2 separate regions of the Bombyx mori genome follow, and region 1 is linked to region 2. Evidence: chromatin contacts called from public Hi-C data. All regions are on one chromosome and are shown on one strand. Each heading gives the region's core, a stretch centred on a gene start, on an enhancer-like site or on the middle of the called end of the contact. The rest is flanking DNA. Distances are from core to core; before and after follow the strand shown. Region 1 overlaps LOC101740250 (klarsicht protein). Region 2 overlaps LOC101740250 (klarsicht protein).

Evidence for each region. A called contact is a pair of places that touch in the nucleus more often than the background predicts.
Region 1: a Hi-C map of whole pupa shows a contact between it and region 2, with 1.8 times the contacts expected there. The contact joins two enhancer-like sites.

Annotation. Positions count from the first base shown.
Region 1 is chr7:5,188,942-5,195,548 of ASM3026992v2, reverse strand. The region is part of intron 10 of LOC101740250 (klarsicht protein); the gene reads left to right. Among protein-coding and RNA genes, the nearest start is that of LOC119628728, 38 kb to the right of the region's middle. Within about 2 kb of position 5,063, at least 6 of the 8 cell types and tissues checked have open chromatin away from gene starts, as enhancers often do.
Region 2 is chr7:5,026,572-5,033,579 of ASM3026992v2, reverse strand. LOC101740250 (klarsicht protein) reads left to right here. Exons shown (of 25, transcript XM_062669363.1): 11 at 5,192-5,362. Among protein-coding and RNA genes, the nearest start is that of LOC110386098, 21 kb to the right of the region's middle. Within about 2 kb of position 5,294, at least 5 of the 8 cell types and tissues checked have open chromatin away from gene starts, as enhancers often do.

The DNA.
Region 1 (6,607 bases), core at 3,814-6,313, 160 kb before region 2:
GCGTACAAACCCGCACGGAACCGTCATCTTACCAATTTACGGCATGAAGCAACTTAACGCGGGCTCTTACGTCCCATCTAGTGCAATATAAAAAACCCATAATATCACTGTCAGTAGGAAACGTCAATATGGGTTGCACCGATTGGGACAACCCTGGTGGTAGGACCTCTTGACAGGGGGGAACCACGTCCCGGAGAAGGAGCAATTAGAGCGCGGAGGCTCCAATCTCGGCGGTCTGTATTGGAGGCGTGGTCTCGCCGCTTGGCGAACCCGTCGGCCGGTCTCCGGACCGTCGAGGCGGTGCGCCCGGTCCTCGCGAAATGGGCGAACCGTGACCAAGGGCGTCTCACCTTCCGGTTGACGCAAATGCTTACCGGCCATGGGTGTTTCGGCCGGTACCTGCATCGCGTTACCCGGAGGGAACCGACGATGGAGTGTCACCACTGTGACTGCGACGAGGACACGGTCGAGCATACGCTCGCACATTGCCCCGCATGGGTGGAGCAACGCCGTGTCCTTGTCTCGCAAATAGGACCGGACTTGTCGCTGCCGACTGTCGTGGCTACGATGCTCGGCAGCGATGAGTCCTGGAAGGCGATGCTCGACTTCTGCGAGTGCACCATCTCGCAGAAAGAGGCGGCGGAACAAGAGAGGGAAAGCTCATCCCTCTCCGCACCTATCCGTCGCCGCCGAGCCGGGGGCCGCAGAAGGGCTTTTGCCCGACTTCGGCCCCTGTAAGAGGCGAACTCCCCCCGATGAAGGTCAAGGGGCGACCTGAGGGGGTGAGGCCGCGCGGCGCGCTACCAGCACTCTAGCGCGCTGCCATGGAGTAAATAGAGCGACCGGTCGACGGTGTATCGCGTCCCGACCCGGCAGGCTGGTTCTGGTCCAGCGGGGTATTCCGGGACACCAGCGGCACCGTCTGGGTGGCCCGACGGGCTGCCGTACCGAGACGGCCGACGTTTCAGAGCCTTTGATTCGCCTCGAAGGCTCCGTCGGCTGGGCGTCCTTGGGGTGAGCCGCGCCGTCTGGTTGTAGTGTTGACCGCGGTAACCCCCCTACCTCATCCGGGTTCTGATCTCGGAGGGGATCGGACGTCGGGTGTAAGAGTGCAGGGGAGTCGTTTAGTGGGTGGGCCCTAAAATCCTTGGGCCCGCGGTCTGCTCACAACACCATGCAGATCGTAGAGTCTCACATACCCCGCGCGCCCCTTTTGCGCGGGGACCTCGTAGGAGGTTCGGCCCTCTACCCGAAAAAAAAAAAAAAAAAAAAAGGACCTCTTGAGTCCACACGGGTAAGTACCACCACCTCACCTATTTCTGCCGTGAAGCAATAATGCGTTTCGGTTTGAAGGGCGGGCCAGTCGTACTATAAAGACTGAGACCATAGAACTCAAGGTTGGTGGCGGTATTTACGTTGTAGATGTCTATGGGCCCCGGTAACCACTTAACAACAGGTGGGCCCTGAGCTCGTCCACCCTCATAAGCATATATATAAATAAATGAGCAATTGTTGACGGAGACAACGCAACGGGCAAGTTAACTCGGTTGTTTTAGGTACAGCGTTCATTAAAATCGCACAGTTTTCCATTACTACTAATCTATTCGAATTAACAGCATCGCTAAACGAAATATCCGAGTCACGGAATCGTGCCGCTTACATTAAAACATAAACCAGATTAAAAGCGGTATATAGATACAATTTCTCATCGGAGATATTGTAATATGAACGGAAACCACCCGGGAACTGATGCGATGGACGTAACATGTATTCGAATGGAACAGTCATTTTAATATATTCCTGGTGAAAATCGTTTTATGATAATGAAACTTATGGTTTTGAAATTTAAAGATAAAGGTATCGAATCAAACGTGACAAAGGCTACCTTCCTATCATTTTGTCGCCTCGGGAAACTACATTGACACTTTTTCTTGAGGACGCGGCTGAAGCCACGGGTAATTGCTAATTTAATATAAAATAATACTTACATATAAACAGTCTCAAATTTTAAGACAAAAACTTTACAATGAAATAAGTTATCACACGCGTTATTGTTAAAACAAAACGCAAAAAGCACTTGATGAAACATAATTTAGAAAAAGACGTGTGCAAAATCGCCCGCGCTAGAAGCGAAATCCTCAGAAGTATTCCATCAAAATTTTTAGCAGCTTAAAAAACATCTATACGTTTGTCCTTTTTTAATACGCTTTTATTAGCTGCAGACGTATTTTATCGTTTTTCAAGATTAATTTCCGTGTCATCGAATTTCAAATCACAATGGAACTAAAAACAATCTAGCTCCAAAAATTGTTGTTTTTTTTTTATTGCTTATACGGGTGGACCAGCTCACAGCCCACCTGGTGTTGAGTGGTTATTGGAGCCCATAGACATCTAAAACGTAAATGCGCCACCCACCTTGCGATATAAGTTCTAAGGTCTCAGTATAGTTACAACGGCTGCCCACCTTTCAAACCGAAACTCATTACTGCTTCACGGCAGAAAGAGGCGGGGTGGTGGTACCTACCCGCGCGGACTCACAAGAGGTCCTACCGCCAGTAACTAGAAATATAGCTCTGTTAAATTACCTTGAATTATAACGTCCATGTGTTGTAAGTGATTAATGAAGCTATCTTTCGGAAAGGCCGGCGTCGGTAGCTTTCGCTCCCGCAGGCGCGGACTGCAGTTTTATCAGCATTTTGTGCATGTTAACGAGGCGCAGTTGAAGATTCCGAACGCGCTCGGATATCGCATGCAATATCTTTTTGCTGTAACGATTTTACATCGAATTTATTTGTAGAAAGTGAATTCGTAAATGTTACGTCAGTTAAATTTAACGATTGATTACGGTTAAAAAATATCCGGTGTCAAATTATTTTTTAATTTGTTAATGTATATTGTTTTCCGTTTAGTAGATATTACGGCAAGCGAACGTTAAGGAAGTCGTAGTAGGCACTTGATTCCGGGTTCAAAATACTTGTGTCTTTAGTTTTAGCTGAGTGAACTTCATATTATAAACAATAATAATATTTGAAATGTATGCGTAAAAATAAATAAGTAAAAAAAAGAGAAATCTTAATAATTTATTGCAACAAGCTTTGATCTGATGCTTTTCACTTGTATTGTCTATACTGTATACCTACTAATGTTCTAAATATGTACAAAGGTTCCCGATCCACTGACGTAGCTTCTAGGTACTTCAAGCATCGGTCACACGAGTAAATTAACCCATAGACACAGTCCACTGAGTTTCTCGCCGGATCTTCTCAGTGGGTCGCGTTTCCGATCCGGTGGTAGATTCTGCAAAGCACTGCTCTTGCTAGGAACAGTGTAAGCAAAACTACCGGTTTGAGCCCCGTCAGTTCACCTACACCTTAGGGTGAAGCTGAAATAACCTCTCAAGGCTATCAGCATAGGTAGGGGGAAAAATGTACAAAAGTGTGTATGTTTGTTACTCCATCACGCAAAACGGCTGAACGGATTTGGATAAAATGTCGCACAAAAATAGTCTAAAACTTGTGTAAACTCTTTCTCTGTCTAAGATAATAAATAAATAATTAAATAACTTGTCTTTATACATTGTATAGTTTTGTCAGTATCTTTATATTAATACGTGAAGCAAAAACTTTGTACCCCTTTTAACGAAAATTGCGCGGACGGAGGAGTATGAAATTTTCCACACTTAAAGAGAATATAGAGAAGAATTGCACAATGATAATATTACTTTAAAATAATGCATATAAGATACATTAAATCAATAAAGAAAACATTACACACACTACCATGTATTTTATACACACACGCATGCATACTATTTATTTATTGTCAAACTTTTGTTCTTGACGTCTGTGGTCAAATTGAGAATAGATTAAATATTGTTTGTCTTTATTAATATTTTTCTATAGTGTAGTATTGGCGTTGAAAATACAATCATAATAGTGTACAAACTTACAATTCCAATTAATTATAGTCGAATTTCGACTACTGCGGGACCTCTAGTTTGACAATAATACGACAGTTCGTCTTTTGATCCGTATTTTACATACCAATGTATCTACTCGTATATGTAAACCAGAGAGTGACACAAGCAATTCTTTGTCCCGTGAAAATAAAACATATTTGATCGTGTTTTAATTACAAATGTAACGCAAAAGAAACTGCGGATTACGTTTGGTATCAAATAAATTGAATGTTAATCGTACCGTCACACGACTTGTAACACATTCGAGTCACGTATAATATGCAATAAAAAGGATTAATTATCAAAAAAATTAATTGGGGCTCCAAATAATTTAGAATCGCAAAGCAAATGAATGAAATTATTAAATGCTTTTAACTTGCATGCGGTTTATGAAGTCATTCTAGTAGATTTTAATGCGAGTAATCAGTTGTTGGACTGTTAATGCTAGCCACAAAATAGTAGAACTTTACTACAATATAGTGAGAAGCACAGCATAGCAAAATTGCACGTCTTTAGAACGTCCCTTTAAATTAAATTAATGTTGGTATGTGTTCGTAAGACGAGTTGAAAACGCATACAGACGCAATATTATAAGATGTCATCCACAGTGCGTTTTCAGAGGTCTTTTTTGCCATGTACCATTCGGCTACGGAATGAGCTCCCCCCCACGGTGTTTCCCGAGCGCTATGACATGTCCTTCTTCAACGAGGCTTGTGGAGAGTACTAAGCGGTAGGCAGAGGCTTGGCTCTGCCCCTGGCTTTGCTGAAGTCCATGGGCGACGGTAATCACTCACCATCAGGTGGGCCGTACTCGTCTGCCTACAAGGGCACTAAAAAAAAAAGATGTTTGCTCCATTTTTCACCTTCATCTTCTAATGTCTAAACTCATTCGCCAATTAAAATGTACACCCAACAGTTTCGAATTCAATTTGTTACAGAAGCTTACATTGTGACTTCGTTAGAATAAATTCTCAGAAGATCTAGCGTTCCGTGCTGTAAAATTCGTTCCGCAAAGTAAATAATGCGTGGTCACATTAGTGGTGCAAATCGCACCGCGGGGCGCGTTCGTCTGAGCACTTGCTAGTCGAATGTAGGTGAGCGTGCCGCCAATATTTCTTGCTGCGCGGACGTGCGATACGATCACGGCTCGCGGTGGTCGTCCCGATAACGCTTATTATGCGTAAAATAACCTTAAAATTTATAGACGAATGTTTTCGAAATATAAATCTGGTTTTAACTGTTTGTTTTTTTAATAAATAAATAAATATTTACTAACAATCACGCCACGTTAACTGGGGACTGGTTAGCAGTGCTAAGTTCGTAAAGAACTTGTATTACAGGTACCAGATAACGGAAATAAATGTAAAATTTTTATTATACACATACATATATTCAATATACATCCATAACCCTGGAAAATACATTTTATATTTATCATATAAATATCTTCCCTTGGCGGGATTCGAACCCACGACCCCCTTGTGTAGTGTAGACCATGTCCCTTACCACTACACCAGACGACCGTTTTAGCTGTATGTAAAGTTTGACTCGAACCTGCTTGCGGGTTTTGATAGACGAGATAGCAACTGTCAAACATGCCAATGCCGTCAACGGTGATAATAACATCTATGTACTACGTAACATAATGATTGAATCGATTTTCGTTTTAAATCCTTTCTTATTAAAAGAGAGATTTTTCGGGAAAGCGTTATTATAATAGAGTCGGTAGAATTACGTTAAAATACAATTCGATAAATGTTCATAATCGATAGGAAAGTTAAGACTATAAAAACGGCCGTAAGGTGATTAGTATTTAATGAAAAAAATACTATGAAACAAAGGTCAAAAAGTCAATATTTTATTCTCATTATAAGTCACGAAAACAATTACCGGTCGTGACATTGCAGAGTTAAGTGAGCGAGACAGCCTTCCAGAACATTGATGTTGTGATTGAGAGAACGGTATTGACATCAAATGGAAAACGTTCCGAATAGGATTCCTTTGACTATTGGGTCCGCGAACATGGCATACGTCAAATTTCTTTTATATAGACAGGCATAATTTTGAAGTCGCCGTAGCGCAAAATACAAAACGCCCAGATCAATTAGATCAAGCGATCCGACTGTGCTGGTATTGAAATTTCGCCGGCAGTAAACACGGCATACGGCAAACTTCTTTTATATAGACAGGCATAATTTTGAAGTCGCCGTAGCGCAAAATACAAAACGCCCAGATCAATTAGATCAAGCGATCCGACTGTGCCAGTATTGAAATTCCGCCGGCAGTTTGCTTTACCAGTTTTCTGTAGAAATACGTACTTAAGAGATGTTCACGAACCACTTTCACGATGATGGAACATCGTATAAAGAAAAAGCAAAATATATAAATTTACGTAATTACTCGTGGTAGGGCGGCGTATTGCCTTTGAAATAATAATAATAATAATAATAATAATAATAATAATTTTATTGTAACCAATAAACCTGATATTGTGATAATAGATCGATCTGCACGTCGAGCAGTGTTGGTTGATGTCACCATTCCTCATGACGAGAACCTCGTGAAGGCAGAAAAGGACAAATTAATAAAATATTTAGACCTGGCCCACGAGACTACCGCCATGTGGCATGTTGATTCAACCATCATTGT
Region 2 (7,008 bases), core at 4,045-6,544:
GAATTAACAACAAAAGACGCGAGATTAAACCGTAAAAGTAGGTTTAATTAAGTCTACGACTCGCGTATACTGAAGACTAAGACGCATAAAGTCGTATCTTCTTTCAGATTACTTGTATGCGGTTGGTTGTTTTTTTTTTTACTGCTTAGATGGGTGGACGAGCTCACGGTCCACCTATTTCGAACACGCGAATAAATTTTTAGACCTATAATTTAAATAAACATTAGAAAAGCTGTCTCATCTTTTAAACCGAAATGGGTATACCTAAGCAGTAAGATTTTTTCTCACGACTGTACCACTAGGACTAGGAAGAATATTTGGAATAGCCTATAAATCCTAATAAAAGTACTGCTTTTGACAGTTTTAAATTAAAACTACCTTAAGCAATAACTATGAAACGAATTCGTATAAGTGGTACCTCAATAAAACCCATAAGTTTATGATTACTCTAACTGAATGGTGATTTCTCAGGCAATTTGAAAACGAACCGACGAAGCGGAGACCGATCTCGATAAATACGTAATTTGGTATGTAATCTTTTAGGTATGTACGTATAGATATTTATATTGAGTGTAACGACTCTGATTGTGGATTTCACTTGAAGCGTTTTACAAGGGGCGATTTACCGTAAGTCACACACGACTGCACACGATATGTCGTTCGCAGCCTTTTAATCGTGTGACTACTCTGCAACTAAGAGAAAATAAAGTTATGACCGTTCTGGATATCCGCTAATAATCTAATTACCGTAAGGTTTATTGAGTAAAATAAGCGCAAATACTTACAATCTTAGTAAAACGCCCGCGTAATCGCGAAGTCAGTTTTCTATTTACTAATTGTATTATTACCCGCGTGACGTAAAAAGTAAATAAAGATATTTTATATTGGACGGATATAAGTGTTGTCGTTTTTCGTCTTCATTGTCATTATGTAGTTTTGTCTCTGGACCTATTGCGTTGCGTCGTGTAAAGGCTTATGTTAGTTTCGATACAACTACAGCTTAAACAATGCCTGTTAAAAAAGGGATTTGTTAAATATTAATCTTGCAGTGTCGTTGATCGTGTAAACGTCAAACGGTTTTGTTTTGCGCTTAATAATAAAAACATTGTTCTTTATTCTTTATTGTACACACAGTTAATATTACAGTAACTGCGATAAGATATAAAAATGGCGAGCTTAACTTAACAATTGAGTTTATACCAGCTAACCGTGCTTAACGAAGGAAAGCTTTACATTAGTAGAAGAATACAATCTAATCAATTTATAATTTACAATCTAAACAATAACAATAATAAAATAAAAAAAAACACTAATACATAATATATCAGACTATATACATAAACACATAAATAACGTAGACATATACATACACGTACATATATAATTCAATATATAAAATAAATACATATAAGTAATACTAAATTGATAGATAATGCTCCTTTAATGCCTTCCTGAATACTTCAAGTGAGGGACTTGCACTTGTTTTGCATATTTTCTCGATAATAACTATGATTCGGTTGTTTTTTTTCAGGATTCCGTACCCGTAAAACACGAAATTGTTTTCGCCATTTTTACCTATATTTAGGCATTTAATAGGCATTCTAGAGTCGAAAACAATTGGCATTCTTTATTTCATATTTGGTATCCGCTTTACAACAACATTACGAAACCTGATTACAGTGATAAAAATCAAGTGTACATCCGCAAATAGTGTATAATTAGCAGGTTCTTACATACGTTGGCAGATTTCCAAGTACATATATATATATGTATTTTAGATAACTTATATTTAAGTTACTTTTGAAGCTACTAATTAGTCAGTTTAACTTTTAAACTACATACGAGTTTATGGTGAAAAAGGATTTCAAAAACATTGAATACATTTAAGATGTCGGAAATTTTAACAGTAGCTATTTATACGGAATCTGGCAGTGTGAGTGGGCCACGCTTTTACCACCGTTTTTTTAATGATTATCACGTACTAATTATAATTAACTCATTTCACTAATCACCAATAAATTCATAAATCTACCTATTCGGTAAGACTTTCTCGTTATAAAATTTCCTTCAAACACAAATCTTGTACTAAATTCCCATTTAACCATGAAATTCCAATGAGTTGTTCAGACGGTCATTAAAATAATAATGTTATCGATCACCAACGAATGTGCTTTCACTATACGGAACTCGTCAATATACATATAACACATAACTATTTCATCTATAGCTGTCATTGCGTTATTTAATTTCGTATGATGTATCAAGATCGATGTGTTTGAGAATGCAGGTATGCAAGTGTAGGGTGACCATGCTTTTATGCTACGAGGAATGTATGCAATTGTTTTGTCATAAAAAAATTACAGTGTCTTTCGGTTACATTGTTGTCTCGGGAATCAATGTTGACCTATGTAAGTGTAATTATTAAATATATTTTTTCCTATCAATGCTGATAGCCTTGAGAGGCTATTTCAGCTTCTTTTTGATATGTAGCCCTAGCAAAAGCAGTGCTTCGCAAAATCTACCACCAGATTGGAAACGCGACCCACTAAGAAGATCCGGCGAGAAACTCAGTGGGCTGTGTCTATGGGTTAATTTACTCGTCGAGCCCTTCGTCGCAAGCGACGGGTTCGGCGAGGACGGTGATCGGTGCTTGAGGTACCTAAAAGCACCGTTATTGGATCGGGAGGATCCGTAATGATGTGTTGTAATTATAGAGTGGGATTTTATACTATAGTAGAACGAAGGTATATAAAGAGAGAACTTTTTTTTTTTTAATTCCACGATTATTGTACGCTCGTAGTTAGTCTCATGCGCTATAGAAAGAATATGGGGCAATGATGTGGGTATGTGGTGAATGAAGAGCTCACCTTTCAGTATTTGCACGTTTGTAGCGGTTAGCGATAGCTTAGTTTCTATGATAATAGAACACAAAATATTTGACAGATTCCTGAATCCCGCTAACGACAGTTTCAAGATAAGTTTATAAATATGTACATATACATACAAGCTTCGATATCCAAGTTCGGCTCGCCAATCTATAGAACATCTGCTATTTGTATTACTTCCAAATGTTAATAAATATTTTCGAACTTTTAAACTCTTCTGAATTTTTTTAAGAATTTTATGGACTATACTATGTACTCTATAAAAATTAGAACCGGAATTAGGTTTATTATTAAAAAAATCATGGTAACAGCAGTAAATGCATATCCGTCTAGTCGTTCGCGTCCGTCCACAGGGATTATCTTTAGTAAACCTCTTGTAAAAATGAATAATTATAAAAAAAATCTAATATAAAAAAAGGCGTGCCCGCTGAGTTTCTTGCCAGTTCTTCTCAGGACGGAGACTAGTTTTTGTGAATTGGCGGTAGTTCTTTTTAACGTTCAACAAGTATGTACTTTCATTTATGTTGAATAAAAAAATTTTTTTTATTTTATTAATTGATTGATATAACAATACTTTTTTATTTATTTTCACCATTGGTCTCTGGATACATGACTGTATATCATTTAAAGTCGTCATCGCCGATATGGTACCCGGTGTACTGATATCATGTGTTGCGAATATGTCTGTGATCAAATCCCGTAACAGATTTTTAACCTAATTCAAAAGAAGGACAAAGGATTCAATTCGAGCATTTTTATGTGTATTTTTATAATTCAGTCTTTCTTTCAGACTTTTTTCAAGATGAACCGTTTTTTATTATTTATTTAAAAGCTGGTACTTCTCGTGTATTTCATTTTGTTGAATTCGATTTTATTTAAAATAGTTCTCTAAAGTCTAAATTACTTTCACGGTAAAGGAATAGCATCGTATAATAAGAAGAATAATCAAAGCCACAAATATGTACTTTGCGTAATTACTAAGGCTTTACTAAAGCAGACTGTATTGTATGTTTGTAAGGTGGCAGGCGGTATTGTAAGGTGGGATCTACCGGTTTGATTTGAAGCCGTCATACATGCCAGTTTGAAGGATTGGGATCGTCGTTATACTATACAATTGAGACGCAAATCTCGTGCTTTTTTATTTATTTATTTGGGAAACAAACAGTACAATACAAACATATAATATTTAAAAAAATATAGCTAATACAATAACCAAATATGTTTCCACAATCAAAATCACATATAAGTAGAAAGTGAACAGAGAAGAGAAATTTAGAAATTTAAATTACAAAAAAAACAAAACCCCCTAACTATTCACTGGTAGCCTAGCGGGCTATTCCAACGCCCGGACGGGTAGGTAAGCTAACTAGTTCAATCTGAGAGAATTTGTTAACACTAGCCTTAGCAAGAGCAATGTTTAGCAGAAAGAAATGTCTCCAGTTTGAAGCCGATATATTTGACATTTCGTCTTTTCTTAGGGCGGGTGGGTGACGGGGATCATATTGTGACGTCTACAAGTCACCGTAAGCCACTGAGAGACTTGGCTCTGACTCCGGCATTATTGCCTAAAGCGGTGAGCTGCACGCCTCTAACCTTCAATAGCAAAAAAAATAATATAAAAACGTTTGCAGTAACTAAACACGTCCGCCCTTTGTGTTCGATTTTCGAAGTTCGAAATTTTCTTTTTTTTCAACTGATTTGACAATTTGTGTCGACGGCGATTGTTGGATATAATGGTTAGATCTTCTATTGGCCTCCACAATCGATTGTGTAAAATCGATTTTTTTTTGTGACAACGTGCCATAGGGTCGGCATTTCCTTTAGTTAACGTTCATTGTTACACAACGCGTTTCCTATCGTGCTCAATCGATCTTGTTTGTTGGTTGTTGTTACAAGATCCGCGTTCTTGATGACTTTCAATATTTTAAACAGATTTTTTCATTGGATTCTTCGTGCGATCTTATCGTCATGTAAATAGCGGAATCAACACATTGCCAGTAGTGCTTTCGTTGTTCAATTTATTTTCTGATCGAACAATAGAATAGGGAGTCCCGTTTTCTAATAATGTAGTAACCACAGAACTAAGATCTTCGACTTAAGAACATTTTTTATGCATTAAAAAATGTTCCCTCATTGACGTTACTTTATACTATACTAAGTCTATTCGCAATCCAGACATATTGTACAATTGCATACCTTAGTATTTTTGCGTTTAAAGAATCTGAATTCAAAATATGATAAGCCGAAATGTTACATACGTGATGAAATACACTTACGTTCATTAAATCTATATTATTCGTTCACAGGTATTACAACGCGACGTGGAATGTCATGGACGTATAGTCAGCTCAGTGGTGCGGTTGTGCCGCGGCGGTGACGCAGCCCGCGCCCTAGAACGACGCTGGCATCTCCTGTACCTCCGAGCCATCGAGTGGCAGTGTCACCTAGAGGCCTGTTTGACCAAGATTAACACTCAGGTAATACATTACTGTACTAGTTTTCCAACGATTCAAAGGAATACGACCATGATTAAGTCAGTCTCCGCATTATACTGTATAACCTCAGACCTGCTTACTGGTGGTAGGACCTCTTGTGAGTCCGCGCGGGTGGGTACCATCACCCTGCCTATTTCTGCCGTGAAGCAGTGACGCCTTTCGGTTTGAAGGGTGGGGCAGCCGTTGTACCTATACTTGAGACTTTAGAACTTATATCTCAAAGTGGGTGGCGCATTTACGTTGTAGATGTGTATGGGCTCCAGTAACCACTTAACACCGGGTGGGCTGTGAGCTCAACCACACATCTAAGCAATAAAAAATAATAATAATAATAATGTACTAGTTTTCCAACGATTCAAAGGAATAAGGCCATAATTAAGTCAAAGTATCCGCATTATACCGTATAACCTCAGAGCCACCCCTCAAAACGAAACACAGATCTTTTTCGCGTCTGCAATAAGAAAAATGTCGGCACCTACTCTTGCCCATTCACTTTGCGCCCTACAACCAATACCCAATGAAAAACAATAGCAAATGAGCTGGAAGGAGCTGACTCTCTCTAACCGCATAACCCTTCACAAATTTTATCGCTTTGCTCAATTTCCGTCGAAATACACACAATAGATTAATCAGCCACCCGCGGTTGTTTGCAAACATGACCCAGGACCCCAAGTGCCGTGCAGAATTATAACATTAGGTCCCCTAGTCGTAAACCGCGCAACGTGTTAAAGGAATTGCTTATTGAATCTAGCCCCATTGTTGTACGTTAACGTATTGAAGATCAATAAATAACCATGTGCTATTTATTGTAAATAGAGACTATGATTAAAAGAAACAACAGCTTATAATAAAGGTGCACGTCTAAAGGGTTTATTTTATCTTTTGCGTGTAAGTTAAACGTTGATCAAATCCCGACATCGCGATCTTTGTTTTCAAAATGCATCACTTTCTATTTCCCCAAGTCCGAATCGGAATGCCGTAGAAAAGCTTTTCCTCATTCCTTCACCGGTTTTGAGATCTACCCTGTAAATGTTACACAACATAACAATATTGTATCGAATTGATTTTCGTATCATGCTTTTTTCTCGACACGAAACCGGCATATTCCACAATTCCCACAAGTACTAACAACTGTGTACTATAAATTGACGTCGCGTTTATCCACACACTCCAAGACTCGGCAAGCGAAGGGTTAGGTCACGTGGCCGCACTTGTATGAATTAAATTTATTATGATTTATAGCTTACAGGCCACATTCACTACAATAGTAAAGTTTACATTTGGATAGTTATGGAGATCCTATTTTCTATTTTACTATTAAAAATTTATATAAATAACGTCCTCCGGGATGTTTTAACTGACATTTATTGTGCCGTAAATTTAAAATGTTTTTTTTTGTTTGATTCGTTAATAAAATAACTTTGTGAATTAAATAGTTATGCTTAATGGTGGAGATTAGAAATATCTAGTTACTGTGACTACTTTAAACCTTAAATAATTTTTCAACAAATGTGAGCAGTTTTTTAACTACCTTCGAAGATATCACTTCTAATAGCCTGTTATAATCTCGCTGGCGTTCATTATAGTAAAAAATAACGCAGTAGTATATATGAAAAACGTCATAATTA